2 separate regions of the Mus musculus genome follow, and region 2 is linked to region 1. A link is a contact called in public HiChIP or PLAC-seq data. All regions are on one chromosome and are shown on one strand. The core of a region is the stretch at or near the end of the contact, and the rest is flanking DNA. Distances in the headings are between cores, read along the strand shown.

What was found. HiChIP or PLAC-seq counts read pairs in DNA pulled down with a chosen protein or histone mark.
Region 2: a contact with region 1 is called in a FOXA1 HiChIP or PLAC-seq map of pancreatic cancer cells. The contact joins two enhancer-like sites. A contact is called at or near these places in 2 of 39 promoter capture datasets (pre-B cells and stem cell-derived epiblast-like cells), 1 of 115 datasets of contacts at active chromatin or transcription factors (pancreatic cancer cells) and 1 of 9 other capture datasets (pancreatic islet).

What each region holds. Positions count from the first base shown.
Region 1 is chr9:53,276,285-53,283,121 of GRCm38.p6, reverse strand. No RefSeq gene overlaps it. Among named protein-coding and RNA genes, the nearest start is that of Exph5, 22 kb to the left of the region's middle. Within about 2 kb of position 3,906, at least 23 of the 459 cell types and tissues checked have an H3K27ac peak or open chromatin away from gene starts, as enhancers often do. A contact at or near this core is called in pancreatic cancer cells, where this site is marked.
Region 2 is chr9:53,595,021-53,601,857 of GRCm38.p6, reverse strand. Acat1 (acetyl-Coenzyme A acetyltransferase 1) reads left to right here. Exons shown (of 12, transcript NM_144784.3): 2 at 3,726-3,773; 3 at 6,458-6,575. Among named protein-coding and RNA genes, the nearest start is that of Acat1, 12 kb to the left of the region's middle. Within about 2 kb of position 2,732, at least 13 of the 459 cell types and tissues checked have an H3K27ac peak or open chromatin away from gene starts, as enhancers often do. A contact at or near this core is called in pancreatic cancer cells, where this site is marked.

The sequences.
Region 1 (6,837 bases), core at 2,657-5,156:
GAGCCCCAGGTCCCAGTGAGAGACTCTGTCTCAAAAAAAGAAAGTCAAGAGTGCTTTTAGAGAATGGCATCTGAGACTGACCTCTGGCCTCTACGTGCACACATGCACATGTGCGCATGCATACTCATGCACCTATAAGGCGCATATACACATGTGGACACACACAAAAGGAACAAATATCATCAATGCTGCTGATGACATAGAGGCTGATACAGGTGAGGATACTGTGACAGTCAAGAGTCACTATGCCATATCTGAGAAGTATTAATATTGTTTTTTTCTAAGATTTTTTTCTTTTACCTGTGTAAATATATTTAAATAGCTCTTTTAATAAGCATGGGATCATCGGAGGAGGATAAGGAGACACAACCCCATAATCTTGTCTATCTTAAACCCCATCTTGAAGAAGAAATATGAAATACAAATTCTATAATACAGGAAAACATTGTGTGCAATTAGCAATCCTTTCCTTTCTTTCTTAAAACGGGGTCTCAGGTAAACCCAGTTGGTCTTGAAGTCACTATGTAGCCAAGGATAACCTTGAACTTCTAATCCTCCCACCTCTGCTTCCTGGATGCTGGAATTACAGTGTGGGTCCCTCTACCTCATGTGCATGTGAATCCTGCTGGTGTTTACATGGCTGTGGGAACCAGTCCCAGGGATTCCTGCATTCTAGGCAAGTACTCTACCAGTGGTGCTATGTCCCCAGCCCTGGCATGTTTCTTGTTCTTACATCTGAGAGGACAATGAGCCTTACATAATATGGAAATTTAGAGTGAATAATACTATATTTTACTGCTTTCCTCTCTATGAAGAAACAATTTTTAGAAGCATCCAGCCTCTTGCTTAAAGTGACAAAGATGGTTAGTTCATGGATGAATTTGATGTGAACTTAATTTTTATTTCTTTTTAAAAATCATATTCACTTTACACAGCACCCAACTGCTCCCCCACAATTGTTTCTAAAATCATAAGTTTGTGAGCACATTCCATTAGTATTTTGTGCATTTAGAATTAGAGCATTATTTTTATCTTCCTTAGTTCTTTTACAATGTGTTTCCTGGACTGAATGCATTTACTGAGACTCTTGACTCTAGAGGCAAAATCTGATTCTTAATTTCTATTTTTCAAGGGCTCATAAAAATGTGGCTAACGCTAAAAAAAACAAAAACAAAAACAAAAAACAAAAAACAAAAACCAACAAACAGTTCTCAGCTCCCGTAACAGCAGGCCCTGTGTATTTGTGTCAGGGATTCTAGTGTTATTCTAGGTAGTCAAAGATAATACTTGTAGTGAGAGTTTTGATTCCTTTAAAAACTCAGTTACATTATGTGAATATGTTTTTGTTTTAATCCCAGCTGTGGGCTAAGAGGTGGCTTCACAGCAGGTGGTTATGACTTGGCTCATGCACCAGCAGGGGCGTGACTTTTGCCAGCTGCAGATAGTTTACTTCTGAGGACTCTGGAGAGGGTATAGAGGAGAGAGTCCTGAGAGGGCCAGGGGAGATTGCTGCTCCTGGTTGGTGCAGTTTGGTGAGAAGTTGGAGATATCCTGATGATGAAGATTGAACTTACCCCAAGGAATGCAATGCCCCCAATCAGCAGGAAGTAGCCTATACAGGTCTATTCTCCTGTAAAATAGTAGGTGGTTTTTCTCAGGCCGCCTCAAACAAACACGAAACTGTTGTTTTTGCTAGCTCTAGTTACTTAGGCCATATTGATGCTGTATTAGGTTTCTGAATATCCCATGTGTTTTCTGGACCCGTTTTGCCCTGTCTCCTAACAGGTGCATTAAGATGCCCAAGGAGCCTCAGAGGGACAGGATAACTGTTCCTTAAAGAAACATACTCCGAGATTCTGAGTCAATGGTGGTCCTTCAAGAACATTATTTCCTGACTACGTTGGAAAAACACAGGCCAGTCAACTCACCTGTCACTTTTCATGAGTGGTCCAGCAATATGGTGAAGAGCTACTCAATTGATGTAATTCAAGAAGTGTCTAGTCTAAGAAAATTCATAAGTTATAGAAACCTCTGGGCTCATAGTCCAGAGAGGCCAAGCTATTCCCTCTTGGAATCAGGGTAAACTAAGTCTTTCCACTTCTGGTTGAAAACAGACATTTACACAAATAGGATTAAGATGAGCACAGAGGGTTTTATTTGTGTAAAGAGCACAATTTAAGATGTTGTGATGCTGATGCCATTACTGTGGGTGTCACACACACACACATAGTCAGACATACCAAGTGAATCATTATTGTACTAGAAAAGTTAACTTACAACAGAGTATGTATAGCCTAATTTTTTGCCTCACAATTTTTTAAAGTTACTCTTAATATAGCATATCTATCAGGCACTGTGGTGACTGGACTAATAATGGTAAAAGACATTATAGTCATCAATAATGAGGGAAGGAATTTGCTTTATGTTTCATTCTTACTCCACACAGTATTACAGAGCGGCACCTCTACATAAAATGACCAGAATGCAATGCAATAGTCTAGTCTAGGTCATGCCTGTGGGGGTGTGTCTATGGGTACTGTTTACTTGTCAACCTTCAAGGTCAACAGATAGCCTAAGAAATAGCTGCTTCTAACAGCAGTGTTAAAGAAGAGTGTCAAAGCAGTTTAAGAACTCTGTTCAGAAGACCTCTAAGAAGTCTAGCTTTTCAAACTCATTAATGCCTTCAGCTATTCATGCATCAAATACATGCTAGACACCCATTGTATGGAAGATACTATGGAAAGCCAACACAACTAAGGCCTTGGTAAAGAAAGTTTTCATTATGCTAATATCTACACAGATGATGAAAGGCTTAACTGCTAGAAAGAGCAGCCTGTTTCTTATTAAAAGTGATAGGGGAAAGTAGTGTTTATCAATTATGGTTGTATTGTTGTTGCTGCTGCTGTTGCTGTTGTGACTTTGCAGTTCTTTTGTAACCATGCCTTTTCAACCGTACTTCTTAAGAGGGAACAGTTAATACTATCTTAAGAGCAGTTGCTATGCTGTTCATAAGAGATGTTTTCCTATGGTAAAAATTCAACTCTCTTCCCTTCTAGTAGCTATTCACAATAATGTAGGGCATGTTACTTGAGGAATGTGCAGTTGAGTGATTATATAACTTTTCCTAGATTCTTTCCCTGGCAGAAAATGAAAGAATGTCTACCTGTCCTCCTAAGGTTCCAACTGCAAATGATTACATCACAGCTCACTCTGAGGAAGCAATATTAAACTTACCAAACAATGGGTAAAGGGTTGTAAGAAGGATCATGAGTGACCTTTACCCACACTGTAAGGTTTGCACTCAGCATGGATGGTGACTGCCCCATGGCTATGTATAAGGAGCCCTGTCTCCTAGCCCTTTCCCTCCTATATACTCTAGCCCCTCACTGAGGCCACATGCACAACTGCATACAACTTGTTGGGAAGAGTTGCTGGATACCCCTGGCCTTCCCCATCCTTCCTTCTTCAGCACTCCGTATCTTCTAGGAGACAACATCAATAACCAACCAGTCCAGCTGTGGTGATCTTTTGCAAGCTGGCCCAGCTGGCTGGTGAAGACGTGGCAGTTCAGCTCAGAGGCTAGTCTTGTATAGGAATAACTCCTAGGAATATGTAAAAAAAAAAAAAAAAAAAAAAAAAAGGAGAATAAAGAAAATGTAAAACAAGTCACTTCATTTCCTTCATAGGTCTAAAACTACAGATTTGTGTGTCTGTGGTGTGTGTGTGTGAAATAAAGAGCATCTAAGTTTAAAAAACAAATAATGTGTGCTTTCTGTTTTCCTCTGTATGCAAGTATGCTACCTACTACTTAACTGAGAAGCAAAACAACCTGGATATTCAAACTAAAGCATGACCGATGTGACTCACAATTTCTGTTTAATTTTAAATCCTGTTGTCTACCAATTGCTTCATTGGTATTGCGTGAGTCATCACCTAATCTTGTGTGTGTGTTGACTAAGTAGAAGGATGCCTCCTGGTTTCTCCTGAAAGATTGCTTCCTCTTTGCTGTGGTCAACATCTTCACCATGATAGCCAGGTGACCACATTCCAGAGCAGGAGTGGTGTACCTGGCTGAATTTGCAATAGTAAGAATATCTCTACCTCTAAGCATCCAAGCAACTTAATACTGTCCTAGTAGCCCAGGGTACTTGTAGCCTAGCCTGCCCTTTAAAACTTCACAAGCTGTTGAAGGGACAAAACCCAAAAGGGTAACTTGGCTAAGATAAGAGTTTTAAACAGGGGCTGGCGAGATGGCTCAGTGGTTAAGAGCACTTACTGCTCTTCCGAAGGTCCCGAGTTCAAATCCCAGCAACCACATGGTGGCTCACAACCATGAAATTTGATGCCCTCTTCTGGAGTATCTGAGGACAGCTACAGCATAATAAATAAATAAATCTTAAAAAAAAAAGAGTTTTAAACAAGGCCTTTCTTAAAATGACATTCGATTGACTTAAACCAAAATGCACTCCCAATTTGGGATCAAAAATCCTCAGCTAGTCCCCAGGCCATCTGCATTTTACCACCCATTAAATGTACAGGATTAGAAAAAGTACCCCCAAGTTTATTTAAAACTACTTTGAAGGTTCTTTGTTTTATTTATTTATTTATTTATTTAGCACACCGTTTTAATTACTTTGAATTTTTAATCAATCCTTTGCTTTCCATTCTAAGCGAGGTTAACAGACGGAAACCACTCAGACCATTACATTTGAAAGGAGGAAAACTTTTTGTGTCCTAGTTCAATGTCCTCCTCTATACTCTAAGAATTCTGGGTGTTAGCGCATCTTCATAGTTGGGTACCGGAGAGAGAGTGTGCCAATAGGAAGTGAGCAGAAGAGGAAGGTGACTTGGAATCAGAGCAGGACTACTTCCGTGGTTAGTGAGAGGTGGGAGTTTTACCTGATGATGCTGTCTTACGAGGTTGCAGAGTGCAGATGTCCATATGTGGGCATGGAAACTGAGTCACCTTGTGAGGGTGTAGATGGGGCAAGGCCTGTATTCTTTCCCTTTGTGTGTTTTGTTTCAACATCAGAGGTATAGCAAAGAAATTCTAGATCTGATGAGAAGTCTTTGGGTTGGATCTGGTTAATGAAAGCTAATGACTTCACAGCAGAATTCTGGGTAGACTTAAAAGCCTCCTGAAATGGAAGCCATGTAAGCTGGATGCTTAGCATCATTGCATGGTCCTAGCCTGTTAGGGAACATCATAAGCTGTTTGACACCTTCTCTTTCCTCTTCCCTTTCTAAGTTTCTGTGGCACTAGAAGAATTCACTTTTACTTTGTGTGTGGTGTGGATGTGTGTGTGTGTGTGTGTGTGTGTGTGTAGGTGTGAGGTGTGTGTCTATATGCTGAGTGTATGTGAGTGCCTTTGGAGACCAGAAGAGAGTGTCAGATCCCCTTGGAAATAGAGTTACAGTGGTTATGAGCCACTCATGTGGGTGCTTGAACTGAACTTGAGTCATCTGGGAGTATAGGAAGCCCTCTTAACCACTGAGACATCTCTCCAACCCTGATGGAGTATATATATATTTTTAGAGTGATACACACACACACACACACACACACACACACACACACACGACAACCTATTTTTTAAAACTCAGGGGTAGATGGTGTCGGGGAACATAGTAATCCTAGCACATGGGAGGCAAAGGCAAGGCAAATGTGTCTGTGAGTTCAAGGCCAGCCTGGTCTACATAATGAGTTCCAAGTCATCCAAAGCTATGTAAATAGACAATGTCTCTCTCAGACACAAAAAATTTCAGATGTATTTGAAGACATAAAACGGGGAACATTTGTTTAAGGATTAGAGGTAGCTGGTATGTGTGTACACCAGTACACTCATTTTTAGTTATCCCAGTTTTAGAAGAAAGGGACCTCCTAACATTAGGAAATATTTTTCCTAAACACATTTTTTTTTCTTAGAATGTTCTAAAATAGTCTCAATACATGCAGTACATAAATCCTGGCTGGAAAAGACTTATGTCATGTATTTGTCTGCCTGAGGAGTCATCTTGTCCAGCTTACACTGGAGTTTCTGAGAAAGCTAATAATCTCCACCAAACAACTCAAACCTGATTTAGAATCAAGAAGAGCGGCCTTATAAAAAGATTTAAAAATTCAAAATTATTTATATTGTGAAGCCTACTTCCTTTTTCTCCATAGTCCCATATAAATGAAAAATAGGCAGCATCACCAACCATCAACAGTAGTCACCTTATAACAAATATGACTCACGGCGACAACAACCCCTTGAGAAATCTAATCCCATGCTACCTAATTCTCATGACTGCCCTAGGCTGGTTCTTGAGAAAAAAAAAATTTTTTTTATTAACTGCGTACCCAGGACTTTGGGTTGAATTTTGTGTCAGCTTGGACACTACTGAAAACAAACACTGGCCAAATATGACTGGCTAACCTTGCTGGGCAGTCCTTAATTTCCCCCCTCTTTTTTTGTTACTTGTAGTCCAGGCTTATCTGGTTCTCACTAGTCAGTTCAAGATGGACCTGGAATCAAGACAATCATCCTGTTTCAGTCTCCTGAGTGCTGGGATTACAGATGTGACTCACCACATCTGGTGGTGTTTCATAATCCTTTGTGATCCACTAAAAAAAGGGGGTGGGGGATGGGGAAACAGTTTTCCTGTTTCTTCCATTGCGTGCCTTCAATTGTCTTCTTTGTGTCTGCATTTTCTGAGTAAAAGGCCTATGGATTTATGTATGGATCTTTGACATCTTGCAACTTTTAATTCTTTTTTCTTCTTCTTACGGTTTTAGGCCAGATGTGACAGCATACACCTTTAATTCCAGCCCTCAGACAGATGGATCTCTATAAA
Region 2 (6,837 bases), core at 1,483-3,982, 320 kb before region 1:
TCTAGGCATTTGCAGGGCTGTTGATTGCTCTTCATGAGCTCTAACTGCACACTAACTGCTGCCAGCTGCTGTCTGAATGTCAGGCCTGCTGACCTCAGAGTCTAGCTGCAGATCAGCTAGGGTTTGAACTCTGCTCTACATTTTCAGAACCTCCTCTGTTGACATTTGTTTCTACAAATAGTGTGGAAAGAATTAAGGTGCTTCTCCTTCTGTTCTAATGAATGTGATGCAAAGGATCAGCCAGAACCTCACAGCTAGGCAAGCCTTGTGTCACTGTGCCACTGAGCTACACTCCAGCCCCCGCCTTAATTAAGAATTATCTGGCAATATAGGCCATATTCCATGGCGTGTGTTTGCCTGTGTAAATCAAGAGGCATCATTGGAAGGCTTGTGGAGTAACAGCAAGCTTTACTTAAAATGTTTTTAAAATAGATATTCCATCTAGTAGTAGTCTTTTAAAAATATTTGTGTGTGTGTGTGTGTGTGTGTGAGAGAGAGAGAGAGAGAGAGAGAGAGAGAGACCAACCTGTGTTCTCTGAAAGAGTAGCAAGGTCTGTTAATCACGGTCTTCTGCCTACTTTAAAAAATTAAACAGGGGCTGGCGAGATGGCTCAGTGGTTAAGAGCGCCAACTGCTCTTCCGAAGGTCCCGAGTTCAAATCCCAGCAACCACATGGTGGCTCACAACCATCCGTAACGAAATCTGATGCCCTCTTCTGGAGTATCTGAGGATAGCTACAGTGTACTTACATATAATAAATAAATAAATCTTTAAAAAAATTAAACAATATATATATTGGTTTTTCGAGACAGGGTTTCTCTGTGTAGCCCTGGCTGTCCTGGAACTCACTCTGTAGACCAGGCTGGCCTCGAACTCCGAAATCTGCCTGCCTCTGCCTCCCAAGTGCTGGGATTAAAGGCATGCGCCACCACCACCCGGCTTTAAACAATATTTTTATGTAAAACTTTAATATCACATAATTAAGAACTTAGATAAACTACAATTTGTTCAGGAAGCTGGGGCAGGAGGAGTGCATTCAAGGCTGCTTTGGGTCTTCATGAGTTTGAGGTCAGCCCGGGCTTTACAAAGGTACTTTCTCAAAAAAGCAGCCCAAGGCTAGAGATACAGTTCAGCCACTAGAGAGACTGTCTGGTGAGCATAAAGTGCCCTGGGTTTGACCCATCTCCAAATAAACCAAGTGTGGTAGTTCAAGTCTGTAATCCCAACATTTGGGAGGTAGAGAGTCAGGAACATCAGAAAATGACCATATAGTAAATTTGAAGCCAGCCTGGTTCACATGAAATTCTGTCTCAAAACAAAGAAACACAAATGAACAAACAAAAACCCTCAAAATAAAAGCACTGGATTTTACTAAGTATTTACTTTATTTTTTTAATTTAATTTTATTTTGTTTTACTTACTCACTTTACATCCCGCTTACTACTCCCCTCCCAGTCATCCCCGCAACAAATCCTTTCCCCACTCCCCCTCCCCTTCTCCTCTGAGTGGAATGGGGGGCCCTGGTTATGCCTCCCACCCTGGCACTTCAAGTCTCTTCGGGGCTAGGTGCTTCCTCTCCCACTGAGGCCAGACAGGGCAGCCCAGCTAGAACATATCCCATATCCCGTGTACAGGCAACAGCATTTGGGAGAGCCCCCGTTTCAGTTGTTCAGAACCCACATGAACACATCTGCTATATATGAGCAGGGAGGTCTAGATCCCAACAACTCACTCAAATAGCCTAATTGAAACATGGGGTACAGAACTAAACAGAATTCTCAACAGAGGAATCTCGAGTGGCTGAGAAGCAGTTAAATGTTTAACATCCTTAATCATCAGGGAAATGCAAACTAAAAACAACTATGAGTTTCCATCTTACTCCCATCAGAATGGCTAAGATCAAAAACTCAAGAGGACACATGCTGGCAAAGATGCGGAGAAAGGGGAGCACTCCTCCATTGCTGGTAGGAGTGCAAACTAGTGCAACCGCTTTGAAAATCAGTTTGGCATTTTCTCAGAATACTGGGACTAGTTCTACCTCAAGACCCAGTATACCACTCCTGGACATATACCCAAGATGCTTCAACATCTCACAGAGTATTTACTTACAATTAAGAATCTTTGTTGTTTTATATTTACTTAAAAAGTTTTAGGGGCTAGAACGGTGGCCCGGTGATTTTTCTGGAAGTTCTTGCAGAGGACCTGTCCAGTTCCTAATACCTACCTGGCAGTTCACAATCCTCTATATCACCAGTCGCAGAGTATCTTATGCCTTTTGTCCCCTACTGCATGAATGTGGCGCACAGTTACACATACGTGCAGACAAAACATCCATACACAAATGGCAGCTCTTCAAAAGTTAAAATGTATGTTGTAGGACAGTGGAAGGTCTCCTGGTTCCTCGTTGTGCTAAGGCTAGAAGCCCTGGGGACCCTGAAGGGACAGTAGGAGTGTTGCCTGTTCCTGGGTACTAGGCCACTGTCACTAGGTGCAGGCTCCCATGGATTTGTGGCCATCACTCATATAAGGACAGCTCTCCAAGCACCCCATAGGTAGGAAAGGATGTGACCACAGGCCACGTAGGCTCAAGGCAGATCTCTGTTTTAATGAGGTACCTAAAGGCCTGGAGGGCATAGCCAATAAGCTTTCCTTCCCAGATGCTCCTCCCTGCAAAAGCTGCTTAACCTCAGGCCCGCCCTGAGAAGTGGTGTTTGGTTTTACTCATCCACTTTCCGCCATGGCAATAAATGCCTCAAAACCACGGGCTGCCTCTTTTCACTGGGATCTGAGTGGGGAGCCATGGAGATGGCCTTTGCCTATGTTAATCTCCCATAGAAGGCCTCTCTGCACTCCCAGCCACAACAGTCATCAAGCAAAAGACCCCCTCTCCCCACCCCAGCCCTGGGCTAGATCCAGCCCTAGGGGTGGAACCCACTCCATTCTCAGCTCTTCCAGTGGTGCCTGGACGTCCTAGAGCCTGAGAACCAGTCAGCCCTGGCCTCTTCACTTCAGACTGTGCTTCCTCACCCGGAGAGGAGCAGTGACCTGGGGCTTCCCTAAGGCGACAGTGTGGGGTCCCGCCTACGGGATTCTCCAGCGGCTGTGACCTGTGACCAAGTGGACATGGGACCCCACAACCCTACAGTATGTTTCCAAAGAAAAGAAAAGCTCACCAGAAAAGTAATATTTAAGCTTGGGCAGTTATGTCACATGCCTTCAACTCCAGCAGCACTCAGGGGCAGAAGCAGGTGGATCTCTCAGTTCAAGGTCAACCTGGTCCACAGTGTGAGTTCTAGGATAGCCAGGACTACATAGAGAAACCCTGTCTGAAAAAAGAAAAAACAAAAAAACCACACACACAAAAGAAAGGCAATATTGGCCAGGTGATGGTGGCGCACGCCTTTAATCCTAGCACTTGGGAAGCAGAGGCAAGTGGATTTCTGAGTTCGAGGCCAGCCTGGTCTACAGAGTGAGTTCTGGGACAGCCAGGGCTACACAGAGAAACCTTGTCTCGAAAAACCAAAAAAAAAAAAAAAAAAAAAAAAAAAAAAAGAAAGGCAATATTGGCTATAAGCATTTTCTTTATAAGAGCGGTGTATATAGACTGTGGAAAACTTGGAAATAAAAGTGTAAAAATGAAGAAAGTCACTTTGATTCTATTATTGCTAAGTGTAAAATTAATGGATGAATTTTAAAATATTATAACATAAACATTTACCTTACAGGAAGTAAGATGCCTGGAACGAAGTTATGCATCCAAACCCACTTTGAATGTAAGTAAAGTTTCAATTGCACCTTCAAGAATGTAAAGGTGTGTTGCCAGTAGAGACTCACATGTTGCTAGGCAAGGTGGCTCATGGCTTGAGGATCACCAACCCTATCACATCAAACAGAGCTGCATACAGTTTTTTGTCTTGAATATATTTGAAGATTAATGGGATTATACAGTGGCTCGGGAAAGCTGACAATTCACATACTAAGTTCTTATATTATCACAAAAGTGGTTCATTCAGTCTGTGAATAATTCCCTATAATACACTATGAAACAGTTTTCCTCCAAAACTTCCTTTATTATGAGGGGCCCACATTGCACTGTAGGTGGTGCAGTGCAGTGGACACGAGAGACTCGGCAAGAGAGGAACTGACTGCCTAGGGGTTAACCCAGAAGACCTTTGCTTCATTTCCTAGTTATGATCTCTGCCTTTGTTTATAGGTTCCCAAAGTGAGACCAAGTCTTCCATGCTTTTACTGCATCCAGTGCTTTTTGGAGACTGTAGGAACCAAACACAAGGAGAGTGTGTTTCATGGCATTGACGAGGACTTAGCACTTTTCATTTTGTAGTTAAGGAAATTATGGTTCTGGCTATGTTCTAGTTGGTGCTGTTCTTGTAGCACATACAGATGGCTTGCTAGCCCAGGACTTTGTTCTGTAGTAAAGGAGCTTTTGGTTAGTGTTGTTTATTTTTTAGTTTAATAGATTAATGGCTAAGAGCATTTGCAGCTCTTCTAGAGAACTTGTACTTAATTCCTAGTAATCAAGTTAGGTCGATCTTAACCACATGCACCTCTAATTCCAAGGGACCTGACACTCTCTTCTCCAAGCCCTGCCACCCCAAAACATTCACTTATACAGATAGATACTGTGTGTGTCTGTGTCTGTGTGAATGTATACATGCCTGGGGGGCGGGTTACACATGCTTCATGTGTAGAGGCCAGAATAAGGTGTCAGACCTCACGTAGTGGAGTCACAGGAGTTTGTGAGGCACCTGGCTTGTTACAGAGGTGCTGTGATTTTATTTCTGGTTCTCAGGTTAAAACAACATGCAGTCTTAAGTGTTGAGCTATTTCTTCAACCTCAATGTTGTTTATTGAAGCAGTTTTTTGTTTTTTATATTGTAAGGTTACCATTTATAAAAGTTTTTAAAACTTTATTACTGGGGCTGGAGAGATGGCCCAGCGGTTAAGAGCACTGACTGCTCTTCCTGAGGTCCTGAGTTCGATTCCCAGCAACCACATGGTGGCTCACAACCATCTGTAATGGGATCTGATGCCCTCTTCTGGTGTGTCTGAAGACTGCAACAGTGTCTTTGGGGAAAAAAAAAACTTTATTATTGCTGGATATAAATCTTTAACCCTAGCACTCAGGAGTTGGGTAATCTCTGATTTCATGGCTAGTCAGGTCTATGTAGGAAGTTCCACGTGGCCAGCGTTACGTGTAAAAAAAAAAAAGAAATCCCAGGCTGGTGAGATGGCTCAGTGGGTAAGAGCACCCAACTGGACTTCCGAAGGTCCAGAGTTCAAATCCCAGCAACCGCATGGTGGCTCACAACCATCTGTAATGGGATCTGATGCCCTCTTCTGGTGTGTCTGAAGACTGCAACAGTGTCTTTGGGGAAAAAAAAAACTTTATTATTGCTGGATATAAATCTTTAACCCTAGCACTCAGGAGTTGGGTAATCTCTGATTTCATGGCTAGTCAGGTCTATGTAGGAAGTTCCACGTGGCCAGCGTTACGTGTAAAAAAAAAAAAAATCCCAGGTTGGTGAGATGGCTCAGTGGGTAAGAGCACCCAACTGGACTTCCGAAGGTCCAGAGTTCAAATCCCAGCAACCGCATGGTGGCTCACAACCATCCGTAACGAGATCTGACTCCCTCTTCTGGTGTGTCTGAAGACAGCTACAGTGTACTTACATACAATAAATAAATAAATCTTTTAAAAAAAAGATTTATTTAAAAAAAAAATCCCTCCCAAAACAAACAGTTATTTGGGGCCTGTGTGTGTGCGTGTGCGTGTGCGTGTGTGTGTGCATGCGTGTGTGTGTGTGTGTGTGTGCGCATGTGTGTGTGCGTGTGTGTGTGTGCATGTGTGCGTGTGTGCATGCGTGTGTGTGTGCGTGTGTGCGTGTGTGTGTGTGTGTGTGTGTGCGTGTGTGTGCGTGTGTGTGTGCGCACTCTCAGTGTGTACATATACACATGGGACATTTCCCCTGGGATCAAGCTCAGGTTGTTCAGGGCTCATTGCAAACCTTTACCGCTAGGCCACCTTGACTGCCTGAGTTTTAAGGCAGACTGAGCAGACTGCCCGAGTTTAAGCCTTTGCTGTTAAACATCCCAGAAATTGCTGGGAAGGATTTTTATGTCTGCTTTAGAATTTGCCTTAGTTTCTTTCTTCACCTCCCTCTGTATCCCTGTTGTATCCACACCTGCTCCTCCCTGCCCCCTCCCAGCCTCTGTGGATTTGTGGATTGAACCCAGGGCCTTGTGCTCGCCTGACAAGCACTCTATCACTGAGCCACACTCTTGTCCTGTCTTTCCGTTGTGCCTTAAATTGTGGTGTGTCATGGTGTTTTCCAGCTGCTAAATAACTATTCATAAGTTGTCTGGGTATGAATGTTTATTAAATGAAAGAGAATTTGAGTATGCCTATGCTAATTTTTACCTTTTTCTGTCTTGCCAGGAAGTGGTTATAGTAAGTGCTATAAGAACTCCCATTGGATCCTTCCTGGGCAGCCTTGCCTCTCAGCCGGCCACTAAACTTGGTACTGCTGCAATTCAGGGAGCCATTGAGAAGGCAGGTCAGTGGTTGAACTGTTTTGGTATTGAGGGGACAAATGATGGGTGACACATACTTATTTTACATTTGCTGACTATATTCCTCTTAGAAATGACATGATTCTTCCATATCTAAATGCCTTGTCATAGGTACACAGGAAGGAATCCAAAACTAACAGGAAAAAGAAACCATTCCTGTCTTGTGTCATGGAATTTGCTTGGTAATCTTGATTATATAAATTGAAGGCTGGGGCTGGATAGCTCACTCAGTGGTTAAGGGCACTC